Regions from separate parts of the Mus musculus genome. Here region 1 is linked to region 2. The links are chromatin contacts, called in public HiChIP or PLAC-seq maps. All regions are on one chromosome and are shown on one strand. The core of a region is the stretch at or near the end of the contact, and the rest is flanking DNA. Distances in the headings are between cores, read along the strand shown.

Evidence for each region. HiChIP or PLAC-seq counts read pairs in DNA pulled down with a chosen protein or histone mark.
Region 1: an H3K27ac HiChIP or PLAC-seq map of double positive thymocytes shows a contact between it and region 2, with 2.3 times the contacts expected there. The contact joins two enhancer-like sites. A contact is called at or near these places in 2 of 484 Hi-C or Micro-C datasets (double positive thymocytes and embryonic stem cells), 4 of 115 datasets of contacts at active chromatin or transcription factors (bone marrow-derived macrophages, double positive thymocytes and embryonic stem cells) and 4 of 9 other capture datasets (adipose tissue, embryonic stem cells, liver and 1 more).

Annotation. Positions count from the first base shown.
Region 1 is chr7:99,909,607-99,917,023 of GRCm38.p6, reverse strand. Xrra1 (X-ray radiation resistance associated 1) reads right to left here. Exons shown (of 19, transcript NM_001164258.1): 13 at 5,963-6,056; 14 at 5,112-5,227; 15 at 2,534-2,857; 16 at 919-1,114; 17 at 211-326; 18 at 1-42. Among named protein-coding and RNA genes, the nearest start is that of Gm38405, 6.9 kb to the right of the region's middle. Within about 2 kb of position 5,808, at least 7 of the 459 cell types and tissues checked have an H3K27ac peak or open chromatin away from gene starts, as enhancers often do. A contact at or near this core is called in double positive thymocytes, where this site is marked.
Region 2 is chr7:99,818,293-99,825,841 of GRCm38.p6, reverse strand. It overlaps Neu3 (neuraminidase 3), which reads left to right. Exons shown (of 3, transcript NM_016720.2): 2 at 2,309-2,520. The coding sequence starts at 2,314. Among named protein-coding and RNA genes, the nearest start is that of Neu3, 6.4 kb to the left of the region's middle. Within about 2 kb of position 3,256, at least 38 of the 459 cell types and tissues checked have an H3K27ac peak or open chromatin away from gene starts, as enhancers often do. A contact at or near this core is called in double positive thymocytes, where this site is marked.

The DNA of each region.
Region 1 (7,417 bases), core at 4,559-7,058, 89 kb before region 2:
CGCTCGGGTCTTCCGTGGGGGTAGAATCGGTATCCTCCCGGCCTGGCACAAGGCAAGGAAGAGGTCTGTCACTTCATACAGTCATAGTGACAGGCAGGGGGCAGTAGGGAGCGCTGGGAAACTGGCCTCAGGGTCCCAAAGTAACCACTGGGTCTGTACTACCTGCGGAGTCCTCGGAGCTCAGGAACAGTCAGTGGTTGAAGTGCTTACCCTCTTCTCCTTGGGAACGTAGGGTTTCTGGAAAGTGTCCAGCCTGGGCTTGGAGGAGCGGCAGATGAGCGGCTGCTTCAGCATTCGATGCAGGGCCTGTGCGTTCTTCTGGATGCCTAGAGGATGCAGCAACAGGTGTCATCCCTGACCCAGATCAGCACTTGGACAAGGACTTTAACGCCCAAGAAAGCAGTTCCCAGGGCTCCCTCGTTTGCTCCCTTGCCTAGACCTCCACCATTCGTTGAGTGAAATGTCCCCATGAGCTCAGAGTCTAATGTGAAGAGACTTTTGGCCTCACAGTGATCCCTTAAAGGCAGTCACATGGAAAGGGGCTGACTCTCAGGAAAGCCGCTCCTTGGCAGGCTAATTTGGAGGCACAGATACTGGGGCACATCAGAGGAAATTGAATCAAAGCTGAGATGGCACTGTCTCTGCTGCCCCAAACCAGGTGGGATGGGTTTGCGATGGTCTACCGGTCCTTAACGGGCTGTGAGAGCTCAGGAGCCTGCTTGCTTTGCTTGGTTATTAGCCCTTTTCTGCAAGTAAATTTTACACCCAGGCTAATCCAGCTAGTCTTTGAAAAAGCCACGACCTCCAATGCCATGACAGTTCAGCAAAGGACATCGATGCTGCCATGCCCTAAGAATCCCCTGACAGAGAGCAGGGCCTGGTGGCACATGCCTTTAATGCCAGCATTTAATCCCATACCCTTTGGCTCCAAAAACGCAGGGTCAGGCTTGACTGTGAGCAGCTCTTCATAGCCGTCATACTTGTTGTGCAGAGAGGTAGCCGTCTGCTTCCTCCGAGTCCTCTTTGTCTCTCTGGGTGCTGTTGATGGTCTCCTTTGGTCATTCACTGCCTCCAAATTTTCCCTGTGGGCGGTGGAGGATGGCAGCTCATTCACCTGTGCCAGGAAGAAAATACACTCTTTTGTTCCCTGCCATATCCCAGCCAGCAGTGCTGAGCCCTGACACAGATAAAGCTGAGGCACGAAGGACGCAGACAGGAGACTAGATAATGAGTGGGAATAGGAAGGAGTGTGGCCAATCTGGGCACTCTCAGAGGAGGCCCAAAACCAGCCAGAAAACTCCATAGGAAGTGATGACTTAGTCTGGACCAAGTCCCAGGGACACAGGAGAGCTGTCCCCAAACAAGGCAGAGAGAGAGGGCTGGACTGCAAGCAATCAAGGAAGGATTACAACAGCAGGAGCCAGGGAGTGACATTAGGGCACACTTAAAGAGACAAGTGGGTGGCCAGAGGAAGGACCTTCCAGTGCCACACTGAGGGTATTTGCTTGGCATTCTTTACTCTTGCTCTGAGGTACACCAGAGACATTTTAGCCTGCCCAAATGGCTTTATTCATTATGGGAAACCCTGTTTCATGTAGGGACATTCTGGGGCCCTACCAACTCTTCCCAGCCTTACAGAGGTTAAGCAATCCCCATGTGAAAGACCTGGAGTTAGAGCTGTTTGCTTTTTAGAACATTTACCTGACAAGATGAGATACCTTGGCACTGGACCCAAGTCTATACATAAAATTTGCATATGCTTCATGTATATCGAATACACATACCCCTAAGGTAATTTCATACATCTTAAATGGTTTTAGGTATGAAACAAAGTTTCATCAAAATTTCCTCCTGTGGATATGTTAGCACATAAAAGTCAGCATTCGAGCACTAGGGATCTGAGCCGTTCAGGTCGGGCGGGGGTGTTCAGTCTTGATTTCCTCTCTCCACACTGCTGCACGGACAGTGAATACTCACGGTTCTAAACATCCCGCTTGAGTTTTTCCCTGGCCCGTATTCCTTGCTCTCTCTGCCCGTATTCCACCGTGTCCCTCTTCTAGCCTGAGAAGTGCAGCTCACTCCACCCTCCCATACCCTCCTGGAAGGCGGAGGCAGCCTTCCTCAGGTTCTTGTCCCTGGGTTCTCCCATTCTCAGCACTGATGGCAGGCTCTGCTCCTACCAGATTCCCCATCGGAGCATAAGCACCTCGAAGGCGGCACCTGCATCTGAGCCACCTGTGTTCCCAGGACCCAGGGAAGCATGACAAGTGGGGTACCTTTTAGCAGAGAGGGACAGGTAGTGACAAGCCTCTGCAGACTGGTCAGCACCAGGTCCCAGTGAGATCTGAGATGCTGCCTATGTATGCCACAGGACATTGTGTCCTGAGTAGCCTCTCAGGAGGCTGCCCGAGAGCTGCACTTCCTCTGGGCTTTCCTGCCTGCCCTGGGCAATCCACAGCAGTGCAGGTTGCTCAGGGGCTGCAGGAACCTGTGGGCACAGCAGCTGGGGGTGGAGGCAGCTGGGGGCTGTCACCTGGGTCAGGAAGATGGACTCCGTACTCTTGGCGTCATCATCTGATGGGTGCTCTGAGCTCACGAGGCCGGCTGTATGGCTCTGGTGGGACACTGCCTCGCTGTGAACGGTGGAGTCGGAACAGATGGGAGGCATCGGCACAAAGGCCCGGTGAGTTAGGGAAGGGCCTTCTGGGCCCTCATTGGCAAACAGTGCCTCGTGAGAAGTGTCTTCAGTGGAGTGCTCGGGCTCCGGCATAAGACTTGATGGAGGACTGTCTGTGATCATGTTGAGGTGATGGGGGACCAGAGAATGCTTCGGCACCTTGGGGATGTAGGTCTTCACCTGGATGAGAGAAAAGCTGTGTTGGATTTGCTCTCTAGCCCTACCAGCCTCAGATGGGTTGTATAGTGGGAGCAGTTTGGGGAGGCAGAGAGCAATCACACATGCTCACGGAGAACACAGCGTCGCTCCACACCACCACAGAGGTTCAGTGTGGAAGGGTTCTTGCTGCCACCTGACAAGCTGAGTTTGACCCCTGTGTTTCACACCTTGGAAGGAGAGAACTGGCTCCCACAGGTTATCTCCTGACCTCCACATGGGCTCTGTCATGCAGTGTAAATTTGGTAAATTACCAAAGGAACATGAACCCTGTCTCCCGGGCACTGACTCCCAGTCAGTGACATAGTCCGCCCCTTCTGCCTGGAGGCCTGGACTCTAGGCCTCACTCTGTTCTTGGCAGCATCTCTTCAGGGTTCACCAGGATGCCGCTTGCTTTCCTCAGGGAGCCCTAGAGTGGGTGGGAGTGGCCCTTCTTTTCCTGAGCCAAATTTCTCAGAAGCTGTGGAATTACTTCCTCAACTGGCAGGGCCTCTCACCATCCCTCCTGTGCTGACTCCCTGGGGGAGTGGGGGCTGTGTGTGTGTGTGTGCAAGCAGACTGACTAGCAGAATAGAAAGCCATGGGCACTGTACTTAGGAACATGCAGGCTGAGACCCAGTTGGATCCCTGGTAGCTGCTTACTCCTACCACCAGGGCAGGACCCCCCCCCCCCAAACACACACACCTACCCAGATCCAACACCCGAGGAACAAAATCAATCTCATTTTAAGAGAATGTTTTCCTTTTGATATGTGTAGAGTCCATGTTTTAGATGGAAGCCTGAAGGGTGTGGACGTTCATCAAAACCTGTCACAGGGGGAAGTCCTTGCCAGGAGGGAGATGGGGGGCTGCATCTTAATCCTACCTTACTTCCTTATTCCTTCTCACAGGGTGAATTGACACTCTCCATCCCTGGCTCACTGGTGGCCTGAGCCCCTGCCCTCAGGACTAGTCTGGTCCATCTGCCTCTTGTGTCCTCACAGGGAGAAGCCCACCAAGTGTGTTCTCCATTCTCTCTACCTGCCCATGACTGCGTACAAGGGCACGCATGGCCTGGAACCTTTGTCTCTTCTGCACTAAGGCTATCCCCAGCTAGTGTCAGGCCTAAGCCATGTTCTGGGGTCAAGTGGTGGGTCAACTGTAGATGTGCCCACTACTGTTTTGTTTCCTGCAAGCTGGTGCTTGTGTTTACTAATATTAATATCTCAGCTACTCAGGACCCTGAACAGGATGACAGGGTTAGGGTAGGGGCCACCCTAAGTCCAGCACACGTATCTAGTGAGCTGGTGCACTATTCTGAGCCTGTTTTCTCAGGAGGTAAGCAAGGGCAGAGGTGTGTGAGCTCCGCAGAGTGCTGGCCACAGAGTGCCTTAAGAGGCCTGTACTGAGCACCTAGCTCATGAGCATCGCCTCCCCAGATGGCAGACAGGCAGGGATGTGGCAGATCCTCAGAGCAGGCAAGGGAAACCCTAGGACTTTCTATTTCTGGCTTTAAACCCTTGCTGTGCTCCTCTGAGGGCTTAAGAGCCTGGTTGGACAGAGCTGCAGCAGAGCGGATGGAGCAAGGGACAGATGTGTCTACCTTTGGGGTCCATCAGTGTCTGAGCTAGAAGACAGGAGCTTCTCAAAGATTTTTTTAATTTCTTCAGATCAAGAGGATGGTAATTACTAATTGACGGCCTGCGAGGCCAGCCTAGGAGATGCAGGCGTGAGAGGAATCAGGCCGCCTGTGCTTCTGGTCCTGCTGTCTGAGCTGTAACTTGTGTCAGGAACTCGTGTGGCTAAGGACTTGGGCTCTGTAATCCAGCTTCATGTCTCCTTCCATCCATCCCTTTCAGGAGCTCTGGGAGGCTCCAGAGGAGCTAAAATAACAGCGGCTCAAAAATCTAAACTCTTGCCTAGTCCAGACAACTATGGACAGTGATGGGTCTTCCAACTTCAAGGTTGGTTCCTCCCTACTTCTCGAGCCCTTAGTTTCTCTGTGAGAATTAGGAGGTCACTGACTTAGTGACCGCCAAGGCTCTCTGTCTACCCTCCTCTTGCTGGGGCTCTTCGTCTTATCACCCCTGCTCCAATGTTTAACAAGAAAAGGAGAAGGCACTGGAGCCGATGGAGAGGGTCCAGGTTTGGCTGGGGAGCAGGGCTCTCATGCCCAGTTGAGTGCATGTTAAACCAGGCTCCCATTTCTCCGAGGCCAAGGTCCTGTTGGAAGGCTTACCTTCCGTGACTCCTTCCGAGGCATCAACATATGGTGTTTAGGTTTTACCAGTTTCTTTCGAACTAAGCGGATGCCCAGGCGATCCTGGAGGAAGCTTTTCAGCAGTGGTGGGATCCCTGGTATGAAGGAAAATAAGATGACAATTAACTAGTGTCTCCTGGGGCTTACTGTGTGTCTGGCATTGTTCAGATTGCTTTGCCTGTGTTAATGTAATTGTATTCTCCTTTCAACTCTAGGAAGTAGGTGCCATATCGTTCTCCTTCTATAAGCAAGGAAAGTTGATAGACAGGCTAAGGTAACAAAGTTAGCCAGACTTAGCACTTCCACTGTTGTCACAGCAAGCCCAGGACTCCAATGTACCTCCAGCTGTTAGGTCTTGGCCAGGAGACGGTGGGCACCACAACAAAACTGCATTCAGGCTGCTTGGCAGAGCTAGTCCAGCAGCTGGGCCAACCCCAGATGAGAAATGGAGATGAGACCACACAGACCTGCTCTACAACCAGGGTGCAGCCTAAAGAGCTGGAGTAAGGGCTCGAGGATTCAAAAGTCCCAGCTTTTTTCTGGAGTGACCATGAGCAGATCATGACTGCTGTGAGCTTTGGTTTCCACCAAGGTTCTTGAGGTTAATGCCTGCTCACCACAGTTGCTGTCAGGGCAAGCAGGTGCAGAGCAGGTGCCCAGCAATGCCAGCTGTGTCCTACATTCTCCAGGGTCGCTGAGCCTTCCTCTTCTTCCCACCCCACCTCTCACTCCCCACCAGCGTGTCCCCACTTTCACCTAAGAGTCGAGAATCAAAGTTCTAGGGCTAACACTGAACACTGGGTTGGGGGACAGACATGTGGCCACCATACCTCGTGTGTGTGCTACCAAAGGGTTGTTATGGAAGACAAGCTCACAGAGGGAGGGGAAGAGAGCTGCTGGCAGGACGGCATCCTCCTTTGCGATCTGGAAAAGCACAGGAGACATGTTACTGGATGCTCCCCACCCAGGTGGGAGAGGCTGGCTAGCAAGGATGGGCTGCAGAGCAGATGGGGAGGGAGTGATAGACAGTAGGCAACACCCGATCCCCACACCATTGCCTGCGCAGGCCCAGAACACTTTGCCCTCCTGTTCACAAATCCTGCCACAACTGCTTCACGCTTTAAAAATAATTGTTATTATTTTATGTGTATGGGTGTTTTGCCTGCACATGTCTGCACCACATGTGTACAGTGACCTCAGAGGCCAGAAGAGGGCAGTGGATCTCTCTGGAATTGGTGTTAGATTACACTTGGTTGTGAGTTACCACAAGGGTGCTAGGAACTGAACCTGGGTCCTCGGGAAGAGTAGCCAGTGCTCTTAACAGCTGAGCCACCTTTCCAGCCCCCATTGCTGCATTTTTAATAGTTAAAAATCACTTATCTACACTGGATATGAAAGCATCAAGGCCACTGATGACCAATTAATCAAAAGCATTTCTCTGAAAGAGCCTCAAGGGCTGGCACAGCACTGACTTTGTATGTAACTAGTCCTCCTTACAGCAAGCCTGCACACTCCAGCATTCCATCAGCAACACTTCTGGCCTCTCCTTCCCATCAGTCCCAGGCATCAATATACCCAATGAAGACGGTCAATGGGATAAAGTTGAGCACAAGGGACATGCCATGGATGGCGGGAAGGCAGGAGCTACTGTGCCCCTGTGTACTTAGCCTGTAGGTTGTCAGGCCAGACTCTACATGACAAAAATCACACACTCATTGTTGAGTAGAGTAACAAGAACATGGGGATAACAGTAGAGGGGAATCAGGGCTATTGGCATCAGAGGAGCCCAGAGTGGGATTGGATTCAGGCACAAGGGTGAGAGGGTGTGGTGGTCTAAACATGCTTGGCCAATGGGAAGTGGCACTATTAAGAGGTATGGCCTTGTTGGAGGAAGTGTGTCTCTGGGTAGGTGGGCTTTGTGTCTCTTAGTGCTCAGGCTCTGCCAAGTGTAAAAAAAGACCCTCCTCCTAGCTGCCTACAGAAGGGAATCTCCTTGTGGGTGCCTTCAGATCAAGATGTAGAACTCTCAGCTCCTTCTAGGAAACTCTCTAGAAGTGTGCCTGGGTGCTGCCATGCTTCCTGCCATGACAATAATAGACTAAATCTCTGAAACTGTAAGCCAGCCCCAATTATATGGTGTCTCTTCACAGTAATGGAAACCCAAAGACAGAAGGTAAGGACAGACACAAAAGTTTGGCTCCTGAAGCAAATGGCATCTCTCATGGGTCTCCCTCTGCCAGCCCAGCACTTGATCCTCTAGAGCTCCGAGTGTAGAGCATGGGCCA
Region 2 (7,549 bases), core at 2,007-4,506:
CTGTTGTCTGTTACCCAAACCCGCAAGCTCGCTGCTTCTTGCCCCATCGCTTGGCTGACCCATATAGAGAGATCTTCACTCTCTATATTCCAGTTCATCTATCCCTGCACTCACTCAGCCAGCAAATCCGAGCCAGAGCCTATCACGGACCACGCCTGGTTCTAGGTGAGGAGATAATTCCCATGTGTAATTGAGGGGTGCAGTGAGGAAGCCACACAGGTGGCAACCTCTTCAGAGATTTGGGGGGGCTGTAGGAGAAGATAAAGTAGTGGCCTTTACTGACAGATGGAAGCCCACTCTAGAAGGTGACTGAGGAATGCTGAGGGTCCCCTGGGTTAGCAGAGAAAAGGCAGAGAGAGAGAGGAGCAGACCGGTGATAGCCAGAACTACGGGAGCAGGAAAGATAGCAGATATGGTGGGAGAGTCCCGCCTGACGGAAGGAGGGCAGGTTAGCTGGAATAGCCTGGGAACTATTGTGGGGCCTCTGATCTGCTGGAAGCCTGTTTGGTTTAGTAGAAACTAGAGGCCCTCTCCAGAGATTACGGGCCTGTAGGAGAAGATAAGAGCGTAATGGCTTTTCCTGGCAAACAGAAACACACTTTACAAGGTTTCTGAGGAGCACTGAGTGTTCACTGGGTTAGAGTCCAGCCTGGGATGAGCACAGACTGCCATCTTGGGGTGTTGGGACCTGATACCGTGGATCTTTTATTTTGTAGCATGCATTGAGTATGTACGCTATGGGAGACCTCCGAGAGTGAGAAGTCCTGTGGGGAAACAAGCAGGGAACAAGGCACAGAGGCGGCAAGCCGTTGTCAGATAACAGCCCAGCGACTGGATGATATCTGCGCACAGCTTCGGGAGGGGAGGTAGTAGATGAGGTTTGACCAGAACTTAGGGAAGTGAGGTAGGGAATTGTGTGACTATCTGAAAAAGAATGTCCCAGGCAGAGTAGGTAGCTAGCTTGGCCCAGTGTTACCCTCTCAGAAGGTCTTTTGCTGGGGCTTTGAGCTGCACAGCTGTGTCTTTGCTATTTGCGCTTGTTGTTTATCTCTAAGACAATGCTCACTGCTTCATATCTATCTTTGTGTGTATCTCCCCCCTCATTCGTTCTAACCTTGAGAACAGGTGTCTCCTCAACACCAGTGTAAGGGCCTAATATATGTAGGCCCAGAAATGTTTATTGAATAAATACTGAGGGAGGATTTATTGGCCTAGCTCTTATGGATTCCTTCCTTCCTTCCTTCCTTCCTTCCTTCCTTCCTTCCTTCCTTCCTTCCTTTCTTCATTCTTTCTTCCCTTCTTCCCTTTCTCCCTCCTCCCTTTCTTTCTTTCTTTCTTTCTTTCTTTCTTTCTTTCTTTCTTTCTTTCTTTCTTTCTTTCTTTCTCTCTTTCTTCCTTCCTTCCTTTCTTCCTTTTCTTTATTTTCTTTTCCTTTCTTTTCTTTCTCTCTCCCTCTCTCTCTCCCTTCCTTCCTTCCTCCCTTCCTCCCTTCCTTCCTTCCTTCCTTCCTTCCTTTCTTGTATAAATTGTTTGAATATGGGCATTGGATAACAGATAATTTGAAAGAAGCTTAAATCTTAAAGTTTATTTTTTTCTGTTTGGCCTGAGTCCCTTTTGTGGCCTCTGGGGAGTGGGGCTTTTGGGCTATTTCAGTTTCTGGAGGCTTCTACTATTAGTGTCACAGACCTGCTAGCCTAGCAAATGGCAGCTAGACTTTCACAAAGACCCATGTAGCTGAATTTGCGGAAAAAAAAAATAATCTCCAAGGGGCTGAGAGTAAGAGCAAACCCAGAGCCAGAGTAGCAATCCCTTGAGCTACACACAGCGGGTCACATGCAAGAGTGTGGCTTTTAACACACTTGTCACCCCAGCCAAAGCTACAGGTCTACATGCATTAGACCACCCAGAACTGAGATCACAGCACCAAGATGCGTCCCTTGAGAATCTCCACCCTCTGTTGTGTGCACCCCTCACACAGTGACTAGAGGACAAAGCCCTCTTACTGGCACAGATGAGAAAGCAGGCTGTCTTTTTTCTGAGGCTTCAGGATGGGGAGAAAGCTTTCCTGGTGCTTTGTTAATCTCGAATGTTACTCAAATTAATTTGAGTAACCTGGGAACCCAATGGACGTATCTAGAGAACAGAGTTGTTGCATGAGGGTGCATGATATCTGCTTTGGGCAGTTGATGCTATGATGTTCTCTTTATCTGAAGAAGTAGACATTCAAGTACCCGCTGTGTGCCCTCGGCAATGAAATGAGCAGGAACCTGTATGCAGACCCACACTGAACTGTTTCCTGTCCTTACAGAAGCCATGGAGGAAGTCCCACCCTACTCCCTCAGCAGCACCCTGTTCCAGCAGGAAGAACAGAGTGGGGTGACCTACCGGATCCCAGCCCTGCTGTACCTTCCTCCCACCCACACCTTCCTGGCCTTTGCAGAGAAGCGGACCTCAGTCAGAGATGAGGATGCTGCCTGCCTGGTGCTCAGACGAGGGCTGATGAAGGGGCGCTCTGTACAGGTGACTCATCCCAGATACGGGCATGGGGTTCTGATGGGAACTGGTTCTAATGCTCTGCCTTAGTTTAGCTCACTGGGAACCAGAGCGGTTTAACTAATTCACTGCTACAGGCCTCATCTTCTCTCAGAGCTGAATGCACTTCCGGGTCTCTTCTTTTCTCCCCACCTTTGCCAGTAAAACTTGGTGTGGGTAGCTAAGAAAGGGAAGGCTTTTACTGGGATACATAGCATCTCCACAGCCTTTCTGTATCCTAGGCTTTGATGTCAGTCGTGTCTGGCATGTGGGGGAATGAGGCTCGAAGGCCTTGTCACTTATTCTAAGTCATGTATCCATAATCCAGCAGAGAAACATACTTCAGACTCAGGCCCAAGACCTCTGGTTCATTCAGACCTGGCGTGGCCTGCCTTTTGTTCCTATGCCCTGGTAAAACCACCCAAGGAAGGAAGCACCGTTTCCTCAGCTTTGCCGAGTACTCCATCCCTGAATCTGCCTGCTTTTCTACCTCTTACAGTCTGAGCATCATATCCAAAGTGGGTGCTTTGCCATGTCACACTGACACAGTGACGATGGGACTCTGCTGAGCCTCTGTCCTTGCTTTAAATGGCAGTGGTTCCCAATTCCTTCTGAGGATTTTGTAGTTTGGGGACTTGCCAGTTCTTTACTGTATATCAGTAGCTTGGCAGATCAGACCCCACAGAGGCCCCGCCCTGTGGCCTGTCAGAGCCTGAGGCCTAGCTGTTTCATTTTCTCTAGGACAGACACCACCTGTGTCGCTTCTCTTGCTGGTGCGGCCAGTGAGCTGCTAAACAAGGGCATTGCTTGTTTTGTTTTCCTGGTTGCTCTTGCAGAATGTGTTGCAGAACCTCATTGTCCAGCAGTCCCATGGTTCCCGTGTTTTCTCGTCACTGCACCGACTTTTGAAATTAGGAAAAACATTTCTCGATATAGAAATCTGATTTCATGAGCAGCTTCTAGCTTAGTGGTTAGGGGCATAGCTTGAGTCAGTGTCCTTGTTAGGATTGCTGACTCTTGCTATGATGAAACACCATGACCAAAGCAACCTGGGGGAGAATCGGGTTTATTTCATCCTATATTTCCAGGTAACAGTCCAGCACTGAGAAAAGTCAGGGTAGGAACTCAAACAGGGTGGGAACCTGTAAGCAGGAGCCAATGCAGAGGCCATGGAGGGGTGGTGCTGACTGGCTCACCCAGCCTGCTTTCTCATGGGCTGGGCTGTCACCTCTCAATCAGTAATTAAGAAAATGCCTTACAGCTGGATCTTGTGGAAGCATTTTATCAGTTGAGATCCCCTCCTTTCAGATACAAGCTGGAGCTTGTATCAAGTTGACTTAAAACTAGCCGGGCCAGTCAGTGTACCCTGTTGGATTTCTGAACTTGGGTCCTTGAGTGTTCTCTGCTTTATCACTTACAGCATGTAGTTGATAATGTGAACTGCCTCGTAAGAACTCAACACTAGACATCTTTCACAGTGGTCTGTGTAAGACCCCCTTTCGGGGACCCCCACTCTAGTCTTGGGAGTGTGAGAGCACCCAAAGAAACACGAGGACCCATCTTGTTGTAATTACATGAGGACGTTTAATTATGGAGCTCCAGACCGACATGTATCCCACACAGGAGATAACGGATGCCAGCCACGAGGCTCGAAAGCTAGGGGGTTTTATGGGGTAAGGGGCTTAGGGGTGTGGAATTCAGCATAGCGACACACTATTGGCTTATTCAAACATTAACAGAAAAATTACATGTACGAGCAGGGTGTCAGAGTTCTGTGAGTTGTTGACTCAGTTCAGATAGCCCTGCTATGTCTTCACAGTCCCCTTTATCTTATGGTCAAGATGTTCCCAGGAATGTTTTAACTACGAGGCATACCCAGGTTTGTTTTTCTCTTTTCTCAGCCCCAGGCAGCCTCTAGGCTCACAAACAACCAGCAATTTCTGAGTACTTTATATGACTTACAGGTCTTGAAATTTCATCTTTCTTTCATTCCCCTCTTCTTCTACTAAGTAATTCTAATCTTAGAATTTCAGAAGTCTATATCTCTATGTGGAGAATACTGCATTTACTCTATCTTTAACATGGGAACAAAAACAGAATAAGACGGATTAGTAAACAGAACTAGGCAGGGACCCATCTAGTGAGGCTTGAGGGTCTCAGCATGACGCAGGTGTACGTAGATCAGATCTCTGGCTGGAACTGGTGAGATGTCTTTGGGGTACCCGGCTCGTTCACTGTAGCCAGTTGTGACCAGACTTTTTTCTGCACCACCTGCAAGCCTTTTAACTTAGCATACAGATCATTATTATAACAACATAGGTTTAAACACATCATTTAAGACAGTGATGGGCATAGGAGCCCCATAAAGGATCTCAAAAAGAGTAAAACTGAATCAAGAGGGAGTATTCTCAGTTCTAAACAGGGCAAGGGGAAGGAGCACCAAGTAAGTCTGTGTCAGTCTCTAGGATTAATTTTGTCAAGGTCTGTTTAGAGTTTTATTCATTATTTCTATCTGTCCTGAGTTCTGAGGTCTGTACACATAATACAATTTTCATTTGACCTCTAAATACTTGGCCACACCCTGACTTACCTGGGCAACAAAGGCAGGGCCATTATCTGACACTATTGCTTTTGGCACTCGGAACCTTGGAAAAATGTTTTTAATAGTCTTCTTGATGACTATCTGAGCAGTCTCAGATTTACAAGGAAAAGCTTTTATCTATCTTGAGAACGTTCACAAAAACCAGAAGGTATTCATACACATATTTTTCTCAGTAAAGTCTATTTTTCAGTAGATGTCAGGTCTGTCTTCTCATGAGAGGACTAGTTTTCTTTCTTCAGTTTCTACTATTTCATACAGGGTTTCTTTTACCAGTCTTAATTTGTCTATAACTTGATAGTCTTCAGACTGTCAGGATCATTGCTCTTTAGGATGCCTGTTTGACGGTTAGATTTGTCATCTGATTTCTTTTAGCCACAGCATCTTAGGTCTTTCTCTGCAGATGTCAACAGCTCTCTTTGTCTGTATATTGCTCTGTACAGTGGCAAAAGCATACCTGCTGTCAGTGTAGACTTTTCTTTTACCATTTATAGAGCTTGTATCAAAGCCACAAGTTTAGCTTTCTGGGCTGAAGTCCCTTTAGGGAGGCTGCTGGCCTAGATCACTTGCTTTCTGTCCACCACTGCACTGTTGTCCCCGCCTTCCGCTTACCTTCAACCTCGAGGCTACTGCCATCCCTGTACCAGCTCAAACTCTCAGGCCAAGGCTGATCTGATCCTTCAGATCATTTCGAGTATGAGTTTATTCTGCCAGAATGTCAGCACAGTGATGAGTAGGTGAAGTCTCGGCAGGTAAGCAGGGGGAGTGAAGGTCACTCGTTCAGTCAACAAAAAGCTCTGATAATGTGTCCATCAGTCAGGGGGGCTGAACCACACTTTTTAGGGCATGTGCCAAGTTTTGTCTCAGAGTCAATTTATCTGCATCCTTGACCAGAAGCCACAATATGCAGACAAGCAGGCCATCTTACAGTCACCAGGTCTAATTTCTTACAAGTATACCACAGGTCTTTTCCAGGGTCTCAATCTCTGAGTAAGAACCTCTTTGGCAAAAACGTTGTTTTCAGTCACATCTAGGAGTCCCAAAGCTGGGACGACATTAGGGCAGTCTTAATAGCATCCAAGGCCATCCAAGATTGTTTTTTATTTTTTATATACGAAGGGTTGTTTATCTTTTTAATTTAGCAAAACCTGGAATCCACAATTTGCAAAAGCCCGCAGTGCCCAGGAACTTTTTTAACTTGCTTTGCACTGGTTGGTGGAGGAATATGAAACACAGTCTCTTTTCTAGCTGCTTCAACAGGTAGGCCACCGGTCTCTTCTAAAGACTCAGCTTCTGTGTTAGCACCCCTTTTGCTATCTTTTTACTTTTAGTCACGAACAGGTGAAGGGTTTGGTCATGAGGGGGGCTCCTTTTCTTTTTGTTAGGGCAGTCTCTCACCCAGTGCTCTTTTTCTTAACAGTAAACACATTGATCTTTAGCCAAAAGCTTTCTTTTGTTTTCTAATTTTCCTGACTTTTGTGACCAGCATTTCATTTCTCTTATCTTTTTTTTTAATTTTCTGGCTTCTTATTTCTTACAGATCATTTCTAAGTGCTAGCATGTGCCACTTTGCTAGGTTTTAGTCTTTGTCATTTACCTCTCTTTACTCCTGTTTCCTAACTGTAATGGAGATCTCATAATAATCTTCTCTCTCTCTCTACATATATATATCTTTTTGTCTCACAGCACATCTCTGATTCTGACTCTGGTCTCTGTCTTTGTCAGCCTCATGTTTCCTTAACTCTTCTTCTTGTCTGACTCTTATTTACTGGTTCTTCCTCTAAATATTTCTCATTTAGAGTATCTCTCTCATCTCAGACCTCTCTAATCTCCTTCATCTCTATTTCTACCTCTCCTCACTGTTAACCTATCTCTTCTGAGTCTGCTGAATCTTTGCTCTATCTTTCTTTTGTTTCTCTTTCTCTGCACTTTCTTATCGACTTACCCAGTCCTTTACTTTTGTAACTTCCTGTTACCTTGGTCAGATTGTTGGGGCACTTTCTAGTCCCACAGAGACAAGACCCCCATCAGAGCCTGGCAGTTAGATTCGCAGGTGCTCCTTACCTTGGACAGAAGCCCCAAGTGGGCGGTTGCCTCCCTCACTGGAACTTGAAACAGACTCACTCTAAGCAGCTCAGGGCAGGGCCTTATGAGAAGAGGGAACTTCAGAGCAGAGAAGGGAGTGCAGCTCTCACAGCTGGCTGCAACCGGCACTTTATCTTAAAGTGAAAGCAGTTTTTCTGTTAACAAGAGACGGGATGCAAGGGACAGGGGAATGAGAAGCAATCAGGGAAACCTGCAGCGCTCTTGGCCAGCTACTCCCACAGCCGCCTCCTCTTTTTCTCTTTAGCAGCCACCTCCTCTTTTTCTCTTTAGACATCCAGGGCCACTGACTTTTCAGGGACCACCCCTCTCTTG